Linked DNA regions of Anser cygnoides: region 2 is linked to region 1. A link is a contact called in public Hi-C data. All regions are on one chromosome and are shown on one strand. The core of a region is the stretch at or near the end of the contact, and the rest is flanking DNA. Distances in the headings are between cores, read along the strand shown. Region 1 holds the start of MAN2B2 (mannosidase alpha class 2B member 2). Region 2 holds the start of WFS1 (wolframin ER transmembrane glycoprotein).

The links. A called contact is a pair of places that touch in the nucleus more often than the background predicts.
Region 2: a contact with region 1 is called in a Hi-C map of liver, with 2.1 times the contacts expected there. The contact joins the promoter of WFS1 here to the promoter of MAN2B2 in region 1. A contact is called at or near these places in 2 of 7 Hi-C or Micro-C datasets (granulosa cells and liver).

What each region holds. Positions count from the first base shown.
Region 1 is chr4:12,462,574-12,469,179 of Taihu_goose_T2T_genome, forward strand. MAN2B2 (mannosidase alpha class 2B member 2) reads right to left here and starts at 2,086. Exons shown (of 19, transcript XM_066995633.1): 1 at 2,021-2,086. PPP2R2C (protein phosphatase 2 regulatory subunit Bgamma) reads left to right here and starts at 4,452. Exons shown (of 10, transcript XM_013179604.3): 1 at 4,452-4,608; 2 at 4,902-4,985. The coding sequence starts at 4,593.
Region 2 is chr4:12,700,530-12,706,992 of Taihu_goose_T2T_genome, forward strand. WFS1 (wolframin ER transmembrane glycoprotein) reads right to left here and starts at 4,651. Exons shown (of 8, transcript XM_013179711.3): 1 at 4,306-4,651; 2 at 2,571-2,765. The coding sequence starts at 2,760.

The sequences.
Region 1 (6,606 bases), core at 836-3,335:
TTCCACACCTGAAATCCAGCTATCTTTGCTAACTGTCACTAGAAAAGCAAAAATTTTTGAGTGTAGGAGGAATGGCTTAAAATACTTCAGAGCTTATCTAAATAATTGCTTGTTCAATGACTTTTCAATCATTTCTGCAGGACTTTTTATAATCAAGATTATGATTAGACACTCATTGTTACACAATGTGAAATTTTAACTAAGGGAATAGCCTTCAAATTTTACTATTACTCAATAGTGACACGCTCAAATGTCTGCTAAGCTTTCATTTGTCTCACAAATGGCTGCAAACAATATAACCTAAAATCCAAGTATATTTACAAGGATTACAACATCGTGCTCAATTTTAATTCTGAATAGGTCAGTGGAGTACGCTATATTTTAAGAGTTGATGAAGGACTCCTCAAATGTGATACACTAGTAAAATATTCCATGTGGTAACCTATTGAAAATATTTTCTTGATGTATTTTGGAGATTAAAACAAGCCAATCTGCATCATGACACAAACTTAAGCTATACCAGAACACCTGCAAAGTTTATAAAGCCCAGTGGTCGGGTTGGAATTGAAAATTAATCTTCTCACAACCTAGGCTACCTGCAAGCAACAGTAAAAATTTTCTTGGTAAGACATTATTTTTTTTATTATAGTTATTTTTAAGCATGCGATGTCATATCACTCTAGCAAGTAAAGTATCCACAGCATCTTCTGCATCATCTAAAGAAATTCATTGTAATGAAATAAAAAAGGATGCAGGATTTAGACTAACAAATACAAAAGGGTATTAATGGGGTATTAACCTGATTTATTTTTGCTCTGCAACTCACTCACTGAGCAAAAATTTTACTGCCACACTTCCGTGGCCCTAGGCACCGACTCTGCCTTGGCCAGTAGGGTGTCTCTGGGGACTGAGAATTTCCTTCAGTTTTTGGCTCAGTAACGGGGCACCCTGAAAGCCCAAGAAAGCCTGCCAAGCAGCTAAAGCACCCTTTGAGAGCTAGAAGGTTGTCCTTTTTAAAAACAACACCAAAACACACGGCGAGCATCCCACTGAACGCCGGCAGCAGGAAACCCCAAGCGACGCGCCGAGCCCCTGTGCCAACCCTGCCTTCCCCCGCCAAGGTGATCCCACAAAACCGGGCGACCAGCCGCACTGCGGGACAGACCGGGGGGTTGTCCCCTCAGCGATTTACGCCTTTTTTTTTTTTTTTAACCCGGCACCGAGCCGAGGAGCAGTAGGAAGGCTCAGCCCCGCCCCCCCCCCCTCCCCGGCCTGCCTCCCTCCCTCCTCAGCGGGCCCCACCTGCACCGTGTAAACCCAGCCGACGTCCATGTGGCTGTGGGCGACCACGAAGGCCCGCAGCTGCCCGCGGCCAGCAGCCGGCAGGACGAGGCTGAAGAGCAGCAGCAGGGGCCCCATGGCGGCTCCACAGCCGGCCGGGGCCGGGGCCGAAGCCGGGGCTTTCCCCGCCGCGTCCCGCCCCCGGCCGCCCCCCGCTCCGGCGCCGCCTCCCGGCCGGGCCGCCACCATCTTGAGGGAACGGCAGCGGCGGGCCTGCTCGCCCGAAGGCGCTGCTTTTTTTTTTCCCTTTAAAGCACTTTTTGGTTAAATCGGAGGATATGGGGAGGGGAATTGGCCCCAGGGGGTGGCTGGCAGCCCCGAGGTGCTGCTGGTACGTGGGGTTCCTGCAGCAGGGTGCAGGACCCCGTGAAAACCGCGGCCCCCGGGAGGTAGCTGTTAGCGCTGCCCCTGGAGCTGATTTATTTTTATTTTTATTTTAACTTTTTCTTTCTATAAAACCGTATTGCTCAGAGAGGTGTTCTGCATCCTCGCTGACTAGAAATCCTGGTGATTTCTCTTTGTGGAAATTCTATTTTGAATGGAATTCTTTGTTTCTGGGCCTGGTACTGCAATACGGATTATTGTCTTTGCGTTTTGAAGTTGTAGCAAGATTAAATTTTATTTTATAGGGTTGACCTTCTGATCCCATTTAAATTGGATTTCTCACTTGCTTTCTTACCGTTAGTGAGTGTTGTCTGCTGTGCTGAAAACTGAAACAGCCATGCTCCTAGGTCTGCTGATAGCCCTTGTGAAAAGGGAAAAAGTCCATAATTTAAAAAATGTTATATAGGTAAGGTAGCCCAGTCTCCCTAGAAATTTGGTCTGCAGTTGTACCTGTTTCTGTCCAATGCTATGATATTAAAAACCCGAATAGTTCTTTCGCTGATTCATTCTTTAAAATACACATTAGTATAATTTGGCTACCCTGCTTAAATTGTAGTTTGAGTAAAGTACCTGCTTCTAACAATGTTACAATCCTGAAATGATAAAAAGTATCATACCAAACTCTCATTTCCAACAATTCAAAAGTAAAGGAAGTCAGATGAAAGTGGCATCTGCTCTCACCTTCAAGTTTGTCTGTTGATTTAGAATTAGTAGTCTAACTAGATTTAGTTCAAGCAGTCACATCACTATTTGTGATGAAACCATCACAAATAGTTTTACAGTATCCCTCTACAGACTTGTACTGATAAAGGTAAATTCATGCTGAACTTCCTAACCCTTGGGTGCAAATTAACCCATCTCAACATTTAAGTTACCTGTAGAAACAGATCACGCTCTAAGTAAGATCTGTATCTATCCTTCCATTTTAGGAAAAAAAAAAAAGAAATATATAATGTACTGCCTTACATGCCAAACTTTTTTTTTTTTAACATACGAAGTATGTAAATTTTTGAAGTCCAGAATGAAAAACAGTATGTAACTCTGTAATACTGAGCTGAAGAGCATAAAATCACTACATTTTGTAAAATATGGCTGATATGAATGGATTCTCCTACAGCGGTGCCCTTGTTTGGTTATTAATATGCGAGACTATAATTTTCTCCAAAAAGAGGAGGCTTGTACTGGAATGTTAAGGTTAATTTTATTTAAGATAATACTTTGCGGAGAGCAATCAAGGTCTGTAGGTACTTTAATGAGAGAGTTAATATCTGTAAGCAGCTGGATGAAGCTTTAATACAGCTCTATGATACTCTGTTTTTCCCCAGATCATCAGCTTAAACCTTTTCAGTTCCAAGAAAGCTAGCACACATCCAGCAAACATATGGCTTAGAGATAAATATATATACACAGTCTAAATGAAGTGATGTTCTTTTACCTCAGAAGGCATTATGGTCTTGTAATTTAGGTGAATTTCCCAGGAAAGCTTAAGCGTTGGCATTTTGCTCTGCTGCTAAAGTAGCTGAGAATGTTTGCAGACTGTTACTCCCGTTCTAAACCTATTTCCATCAGAACATGTAATTGTCCTCCTTACTCTTTCACACAGGCCACAGTATTACACTGTCTTGTACAGAGTAGAGAAGAACATACCTGTTTGAATAAAATACTTACATTAGCAAAAATCAAATCAAACTACCTACAGCTTATGAAAGTGCATACAAGTCTAAAGGTATCAGGAGGGTCTTCACATGCTACAAAAAGGAATGAATGTTGGCATATCACTTAGAATTTGTACCAAAGATAATGGAGGATCCGGTGTAATTGGGTCACGACAGCTGCCTACATTGATATTTTGTTCTCTTGTGCTCCTAATCTCTTACCATGGCTTGATTATAGTTTTCCTGTACTATTTCTTAAGCTTTTCTCATTTGCCAATACAAAGTGTGTTTGCTTTCTTTGACATGAGCTATGGTATATGTGGGCCTCTGACACTGTCGCCTCAAAAAGACAGATGTAGGCACAATGCTGCCAGCTGTAAGCTAGAAAGTCACAATCTTTGTGTTAAATAAAATGCCAAGAAAGCCGCCTGGTGTACAGAACAATTAACATACCTTTAGATTTCCCTCCTGTGGTGTTTTTGGGGTGGATGTCTGTAAGAATAAAGACGTTTATAAAGTATGCTTGCTATAACTGACTGTTTCAGCACTTTAAATTTTTCTGCTCCCCTAATAATTTTCCAGTGGAGTCAAGTGTCACTCCACAGAGCACTTTGGTTTACTTGATAAAAGGTTTGCTTTCTTAGTTACCTTTCATGCGTGCTGTGAAGACAGCTTGCGGATCCACAGTCTGGAAGATGAGAAACGCTCTCTAGCCTCGCAATGATTTTAGCGTACGTAAAACCTGAGAAGTTAGCTGGCATGTGCAGCCTTCATCCCTAACAGGCTACACAGCCCAAGGCAGGTAAGAAGTGAAGTGAAGTGTGGCACGGCGGGATGCCCTGAAGGGGAACTCGGGGACCGAAGTTGAAACGGGAGCACGGAGGAGGGATGAAGGAAGGCGGGCGGGCGGCAGCCTGGCAGCCGGCCGTGCTGAGGGGGGCTCCCCGCAGGCCTGCCGGGCCCGCCGGCACCTGTTGGGGCCGCGGCGGGTCCTGGCGAGGCAGCGCCGCCTTCCCCCGGAGCTCCGGGCGGAGCCTTCCCTCCTGCCCGTCCTCCCTCCCCCGGCTCCCTCAGCGCCCCGAGGCAGCGCCGGCTGCCTGCGCCGCCCGCTCCGCTGGGAGGAGGAGGAGGCGCCCCGAGCTAGCTACCGGCGCTGGGAGCAAAGCAAAATAACAGTTCAGAGCACTGGGCACCTTCCGCAGGGCGGCACACATGTCCCAAAAGCAGGGTATTTCGTTAACGCTCTCCCTCCTCCCGGCTCGCTGTAGCCCCCCCCCTCATCCCTCTGTTCCGTTCGCTGCCCTCTCCACCTCTCCTTGCCCTCCTCCCCACTGCTGCGGCTCGTCCTCTCTCCTCCGCCCCACTGCCTCTTGACCCATCCTCAGCCCTCTCTCCTCCACCCCACAGCCTGTTGTCCCTTCCTCAGCCCTCTCCCCATGGCCCCATCCCCTCTTCCCTCTCCCCGTGGGCGCTGGGTACCCCAGACTGACCATGCCTTTGATCCTCCTCCTTCTCTTCCAGTTGGCGGCCCCCCAGGCGACAACAGCACGGTTGACTGGTGCCTCTACCAGCTCAATGGAGCGGCCGAGTTTGAGGTCTCCGAAGGTGAGTGTGGGGTGCTGTGGCTCGACCCCATGGCCACCACCATGTCCCGCCACCCATGGGTGGCTGGCAGGCTCGAGGCTGGCTGTGGCACAACATGGCAGCCCGCGGGGATGGCTCTGGGTGGCGGAGGTGCTGCCAGAGCAGGAGGGGATCGCAGTGGGGCCGCTGGAGGTTTGCGTGCCCCAGCCTCGTGTAAGCGTCCATGCTGGTTGTCTTCTTCTGGGAGATGTTGGGGTTTGTCGCTCATGGCCTAGGTGGCAACAGTCTTCTTGGCCTTGACGTTGGTGGCTATTGGTGCGAGTGAGGCTGTGTAGTACACGTGGAAAGTTTTCTTGCCTTCTTTTTGTTTTCTTGACTTCGAAGAGGTAACCTGGAAAGTTTTCTTTTTGAATATTCTGTGGAAACAGAAGGAGCAGCCTTTGGGTGCCAGGGCAAAAAACCCTCCCCTCTGGCTCTGAACCATGTATGGTTTTGAATATGCACAGTGTGCTTCAAACTTAAGTGTCAACCTGTATTTTCTAGTATGTCCTATATGCAGTGTTGCAAATGTCAGAGGGCATATTTCAGCGTCTCCACAGGTTTTGTTTCCAGTGAGTTAAGTGGAGCTAGGACCTTGTCTCAAAGTTTTTTTGTCTGTTGTTACCATGCGCTTCTGAGGGGAGTGCCTCACTGTTTGAAAGGGCGTAAATGCATTACAAGTTCAAGCTAGACTTAAAAACTTCCCAGCAGGGAGGAAAGTGAAATGCTGTAATAGTTTGGGGTCAGGTTAGGAAAAGCTTTCCAGTGATGAAACACTGGAATAGGTGGGGTGGGTAGACAGCGAAATCTCACTCACTTGAGTTATTTAAAGTCTGTTTCACAAACATTGGTTGAGGTGATAAAGTTGCAGATCTTGCTGTTGGGCTGGTAGATAGACTAATGGTTTGAGGTCATCTTCAGCCGTGCTATCTGTGATTCTGTGGGATGCAAAGTTTTGGGTTATCTTGTGTTTTGGTATTTAGAGAAATGATTTAAGCCCCAGTGTACTACTAATAAACTACAGTTCTAACAAGGCTTTACGCTATTTTTTTTTCCCAAAAAGATTCAATGATGGTTTATATTTGAAGATATACTTAATGCTGTCTATAATTACACACACGTATACTAGAATATTTCTCAAAATATGTTGTGATTTGGTGCCTAGATTATTTTTTTTGTCTGAAACTGCATACCAAACCAGATGTGATGACGATAGGTGGGGGTGGAAATTACATCCGTGTGAGGGAGTGTAATGAGTGAGTGACAGCATTTCTCAGGCATCATAGAATGTTGAAAACAAGCTTTAGGTTGGCATTTAATTTTATTTAAAGATTTGAGTGAGTGGGATATGCTTCTTAACCTTACTCGTCTGGGTAAATATCAGTGTTCCAGCACTGCTTTGAGAGTATAATATTTTCTTCTAAACAGGTGTTGTATTCCTTTGATTTATTGGGCTGTTTTTTGCCACATGACAGAATCAACCACAATTTTTTAAATTGGTTTGCTAACCCTGACTTCAGTTTTCTTTAACACTGGCAATTTATGGATGCCCAAATTTACTCCATGACTTAAATGGAAATCTTAAATGCTTTCTCTTCCTTAC
Region 2 (6,463 bases), core at 3,401-5,900, 240 kb after region 1:
CATGGGCACGTGGCAGGTAGGTTTGAGGTGAAACTGTCTTTCAAGATCATCATATGGCAGACACAGAACACCACTCCTCCTCCAACTGAAATCATAGCACTGTAATAAAAGACTACATTACTCGTATAAAATGCTACAAGCTTAAATTTGTATTGTGAGATACTTAAGTCACAAAGAGGAAGTGTTCTAAACCTTTAATAATTCTTATTGTGATAGCTTTCTGTACATCAATGTGTTGGTCGTATCTGTCCTCTTTTGCATCAGTTGCAGTCATCGGAGGAACTAGTGACACATAGTGACTGTTCAAAGCAACTGGCTCACTTTTCCAAGGAAGAAGTGGCAACAGCTCTTCTCAAAGCATCTGTTCTATGTCCTTTCATAAAACCAGAACACAACAGAGCTACACGTCATGGCTATGAGACTAAATCCTTTGCTCTTCCTAGATCTATCAGCAACTGGAACATTATTTATTGGTAAAGGCTCTAGTGATTCAAACGAATATCTATTCTGTCTGAATATTCTGAAGACTGCCAAAGTGCCAATTTTCAATTTGAGATTTTCATATTTATGTTTCAATAAGCAGATATATGGATGTGTGAACTTTTGTGGATTTGCGCTTCTCTTTCTGAAGTGCTACTTAAATCCCTGTTTTTAAGTTTTGATGTCCACTGCTGCTGTGGGTAGGAGAAAAATTCTCTGCTACCTCTTTTTAAGAGAGTTTTTCAGTTCTAGAAACTATTAGTATTATTACAAATCTTTCAAGTCTAAAATAACTGTAGAAGAAAATACTGGATGAAAAAACTTGCTCTCACTGAACACATTTGGTACCCAAATCCACTCAAATCTTGGCTGTTAAGAGACTCTGGCAAGATAGAATTGCAATAGTAGCTCATTCTACAGCATTAAATACTTGAGTATATTAAGGGGATGTAAAGGGCAATGACAGTGTTACCAGTACTGAAAAGATTTTTATAGGAATTGATTTAAATAGTCAGAAATGAGTCACAACTGAAATGAAGAAATATATCAATTCTTGACAGTCCTCTTTTATAGGGGCACAAAGAGAAGCACCTTTAATACAAAAACCAGCACAGAGATCATCAGTAAATACACAGGCCTGTAAAGAGACAGGATTGAGACAAAGCTTGATATGACTTTAAAAGCCTGATATTGATACAGAATAGAAAATCTCCAGATTAGCTAAAAAATACCTGACAATCTCTGTTTAAAATAGCATGTATTAATTTTCAGAATCTCGCATGAATGTGGGCACCAGCAGGAGAAACCTCTGCCTTCCCATTTTAAGTGATACTATAAAAAAGTGCAAGATAACTCCATACCACATTCCTAATATTGTTGCTATTCTCTTCTTGTTGAAGCATACTAAGAAACCGAAGAATGAAGAAAGGAAGAAAACATAGCTGTTAGCAGTAATCCTAAATTAAGAATCATGTAATTAATGTCAGAATTGTCAATTCTCCAGCATCTCTGAATTGTTTTACTGGTGGGTGAGATGACAAAGTCTGTAGTGATACCTTGAAGCATGTTAGAAATTCACGTATCAACTTTTTTTTATTTATTTTCTTCTGTCGGGAATGAGCCCTTTGGTACCAAAGAACCAAGAAAGTTCCAGCAGTCAATTCTGAATTAGATGTAAGAAGCACTAACACAGCCACGATATTGGCCTGAACCACATGCATCGCTTACCTACATCTGATGCGTGACATGGAGATATTCACACATTTAATAATTTTAAATTCTTGGATAGTTTTACGACTTGCTTTACTGAAGGCAATATGTATATATGAGTATTAAGGCATGCACACAATTTCAGAATTGAAAGTCCAATTTTAAAGAAAATTAAACAGCAGTAACTGTGTTATACCTGGAATAGCAAACTTCTTGCAGAAGTGTTAGATTACAAACCGAATTTAAAGTGGAACTCAGCAGCTGAACACCGAAGCCAGATACTTTTCTTTCTACTTTTTGCAAGAAACTTTTCTCTCATCCCACGATCAGTTTTCAAAGTTCATGAAACTGAATGGGTTCACAATGATGAAGAAAAAGTATTCTTCTGCCTTTCAAAATGTATCTTCATTCTTAATCTTCTTGACTGCTAATCTTAACTTTATTTTTGTCACTCCCATTTTATATATCAGTTTATTATTCCCTCAGTCTACATTACCGTAGTATCTATTCATCCAGATTAAAACTCATATTAAAGCTACAGTTAACAAGCAGTCAAACTAGTTAAAGAAATTAAATTGAAACCTTAATATTCTGCTAAATTACATTTAATTCTTCCTGCCAATTTTTCACAGAAACTTCTTTCCTGTTTCTCTGTGTATGTAAGAAAAAGTGGATGGAAAAAACCACAAAAATACACAAAAATATGTACAAAATAAGCAGCAAAAAACTTCTCTTCCAAAACAATAGGTTAAGAAATTAGAGCCATTTATTTTTTTACTTGATGGTGTCTCTTTAAAGCAAGAGCTGAATGTGTGTACGTACTTTATTCTTTTTATGTTTACCATAACCCAATTTTGCAGAAAAATTGCTTTCATGCTTACCATTTTTTTCAGCTTTCTCCCTGCTACGGGAGTAGTCAGAACCCGAAGGAAAAGTTGCAGCATCTCCTGAGGGTGGTCCTGACCTCCGATTGTTCTCACTGTGGTCCACAGCAGCAGCGTTCAGCTGGGACCTTCCAAGATGTTGCTGTGGCTGAGGAGGACTTGACTGGGGATCAGGATCTGAATTCATTTTAGCTGCAAAAGAAGAGAATTGTAATTAATTATCAGGTAACATGATTAATACACGAAAACTGAATAAAACTTAAAATGGGAATATATTCATGTAATTATTTGAACAAAAAGCCTTGAAAAGGGCAAGGATGTCAATAGCAACCACAAGACATATAAAAACATCCTTGAATAATTCTAAGCATTAACAGTTATTATTGAATAAGAATCTTCATATATGTATAATTAAGCAAGAACATCTACTGCCTTTTTTCCTTAACTCAATGAGAATTGGTTTTCAAGTCTTGACAAAATAAAAATCATTAATCGATCCCATAAAAACTGCATATAAATAATTTATCTGAACCTAATCTTGCACTTCCACATGCAACAAAAAAAGACTAGCCCCTAACTTTTAATAGAACAATATCAACCATTCTAAAACGATAGAAAAATCACTTCGTATCAAGAGCCTGGTTCACAGCCACCACCTCAATTCGGTAGCAGGGTAAGAAGAGAAGGATAAGGCAAAGGAAGAGGAGATGTGGAGCTACGACACTGGAAATGTGAGGAGGTATGTCACTAAAGACACACTTTGTTGAAACAGACAAGATACAAAATAAAGTCACTTGATTTAATACTTAGTTACTATCTTATTTTATTAAAGCGCTTTTACACTGAAAACAGTAGGGCAGGGCGGGAGAGGCCTTACAATTCCTTACAAGAGAAGGCCCGAACTCCCACTGTAAAGCCTCTCCTGAACGAGGAGGGGATCTCTGTTCTGCAGTTTGATTACTTACATTAGTAAACTTTCACGTAAGTGCTTACTGAAAGCTTAGCTTTTACAAGGCAGGAAGCGGAGAGGTACACGTACACTACCGCGGTGCAACACGGAGTAACTCCAGCTGCTCAAAAGCAACTTCCCCGGAGTGTGGCAATTCACAGCAAACACTGTAAAAGGTGTCTGCCTACAAGCTGTATTCTTAAAATTCTGTACGTTCAGAATGTTGGCCTAAAGATGTTTTCACAGAAGTGGAAGCAATAAGCCAAAACTGAAGATGCAGTCCCTAATTGAGGCAACATCACCACCTCTAATTAGAGAGCACTAAAATCACAGCAGGATGCGAGAAGTACCAGCTGTATTATCAGCACACAGCATTCTTTGAAACATAGACAACGTGCTTGCCAAAATTAACTTACTTACACCAGAAAACGTTTTACTGAAAAAAAGAAATGCATTTCTGTCTTAGGTCTCTATCAAGTTATAAATAAACCAACACAGCTCAGTTCACCCAACCTTCGGACAAGCCCTAGGAAAACACAGAGATTAAAATACTTTCCAGTAAGCCATCAAGAGTATTTTTAACCACTATACAAGCACAAAAGTTACTCAGCATCTTCTTGTGAGCGTGACCTTGGCCCAGGGAAGCAGAGAAGCGCAGGACCAGCCCGGGGATGTGCCCCACTGCGGACCCCCAGCGCCTGTGGGGCGGCCCCGATCCAGGACGGGGAACCGGGCACCAGAGGCCTCGGTCCGTGGGAGTGCTGTGAGCAGGATGGGACTTACCTCGGCCTGAGCGAGCTACCGAAAGTACTCCCCTCTCACACGCCGCTCCGTGCTCTCCCCGTCCTATAAAGGACTCCCCAAGTTTCCCTCGGTGCCGGGGTTTCCCCAGAAGGCCGAGAAACCCTGCGGGGAGCGGAAGGGAGTAAGGCAGGGAAGCTCAGGCTGTCCTCCCCCGAGCCCTGCGGGGGAAAGGTAGCAGCAGGGACTGCCGGCGGAAAGTTTCTCCGCCTGCTGCTGGGCGCCGAGTGGGGCGGTGGCGGCGGCCCTAAGGGGCGGCCCCGTCCCGCCCCATGCCGCGGCCCCCTTCCCGCGGCGCCTTGCGAGGGGGCAGCGCCGCCGCCGTTCCCCGCCCGCTGTTCCAGGAGGAGGAGAGGCCGGGAAGGGGGCGCTGGCAGCGGGGGTTGCCCGTGCTGAGGAGGGGGCTGCCTGCTGAGGGCTGGTAGCCATGAGGGAGGCGGCCGGGGAGGGCTCCCGCACCTCCAAAATGGCAGCGCGGGGCGCTGAGGGCGGCGGGGACCGAGCGTCGTTGGGCCGCGCCTCACGGCTCCCCCTTGAGGCGTCCGAGGTGCGGATGAAGCCTTTTTCTCGAGATAGGCCCTTTAGTTGTGCTTTTGGGGGACAGAAGTGAGGATTTGGGCCGGTTCTTGCTGAAATACCTCGGGGTTAGTGAACAAGGAGGCGGCCGGGGGTTGGTGCTGCCAGTTGGGGCAGGCTGAACCTGCTTCCCCCGGGCTGTACTTGTAGAGAACTAAAGGAGCAAAGAGAAGGAAAGAAAAAAAAGTAACTATGAAATTAAGAAATGAACTTAAAAGTTGCTACTAAATGTGCTTGTATTTCTGTCACGTACACTGAAAGCTGCTGGGCTGGTAGTGAAATGGGAATGTATCTGAAAGTGTTGGCATTGTACTGGTAGTAAACTCATTTCTTTTTACAAATACTACTTTACTTTTAATTTTTGAGATACCTAAAATAAATCAGTCTCTACACAGTACTGTGAACACCTTTAAAAAAAAAAAAGCCTCACAAACTCGAAATGGGAGATGAAATTTCAACTTTGGAGTAATTTATACGAGTAATTTAGTCATTAAGTGAGTTTTCATAAGTTCCAAGTTTGCAGCAGATCATGGGGTGCTGTGATATGTCTCATTTTTAAAACAGCAAATACTAGTTGATGTCGCTGCATTTTTTTTTATTTTTTAGTCCCCAAACAAAAATGTAGTCCCCAGCACCTTCTTTCTTCACTATGTCCATACCTTGGAACCTGTAACAAAATCATACCTTTTACCCCAAATAAACATCAATGAGCGTGAAGTTTGGCTTCCAGTTACTTAAAATAAAACTTTGAAAAAGAAAGCAGTCACTTTTAAGAAGATGCTTTTGCAGTCTGAATCTAATATAATCAGGAACCTAAAACGCCTGTATTGTGTTATCAATTCAGTTGTTTCTTTGTTCTGACAGTACGACTTAGCTCTGATACGACAACTTTTACTGCTGCAATCTGCTCCCCCTGCTATTCACATTTGCTTTAAGATATTATTTTATACAATTGATTTGATATTTAGTGGGTGTGCTTAACGGATGTAACTTGCTTCGGGAACAGGTGGAAATGAGGGCGGTAGCTGGAAAAGTAACTAACAAGGAAGTGTAAAATAAAGCCTCCCTCTGCTGCTTATGTCCGCTCCTTTCCAACACAAGGCACAGTCACACATGGCATAAGCCATTCCCGAGGAGCTCAGTTCAAGGTTAAAACTGTCTCCACTGAATACTAACTGGTTTAACAGTGAAGCTCTATATATAAAGTACATTCTGTGGTTGTTTATGAGTGATCGTACAGTGGATATGTATATTAGTGCAATTGCTGAACTTAATCAGCTCCTGAGTTTAGAAAATGACACCTAAACCTCTACAGTGACTGGATTGTCACATACTTTATGTACGCGGGTATATAAATACACATAGCTTGACGGAGAGTAAACCAAGCTGAAACATGGTGGCAGCAACCAGTACCAACTTCACTAACTTCACTTTGGCTCTCACTGTATCACAAATGTTAATTTGCATTTGGCGTAATTACAGTTGCCATTTGTTTCAGCTAAAGAGACAAACCATGGAAGTACTGTAAAAACTCATCGCAACACCTTTTCAATTTCAGTTATGT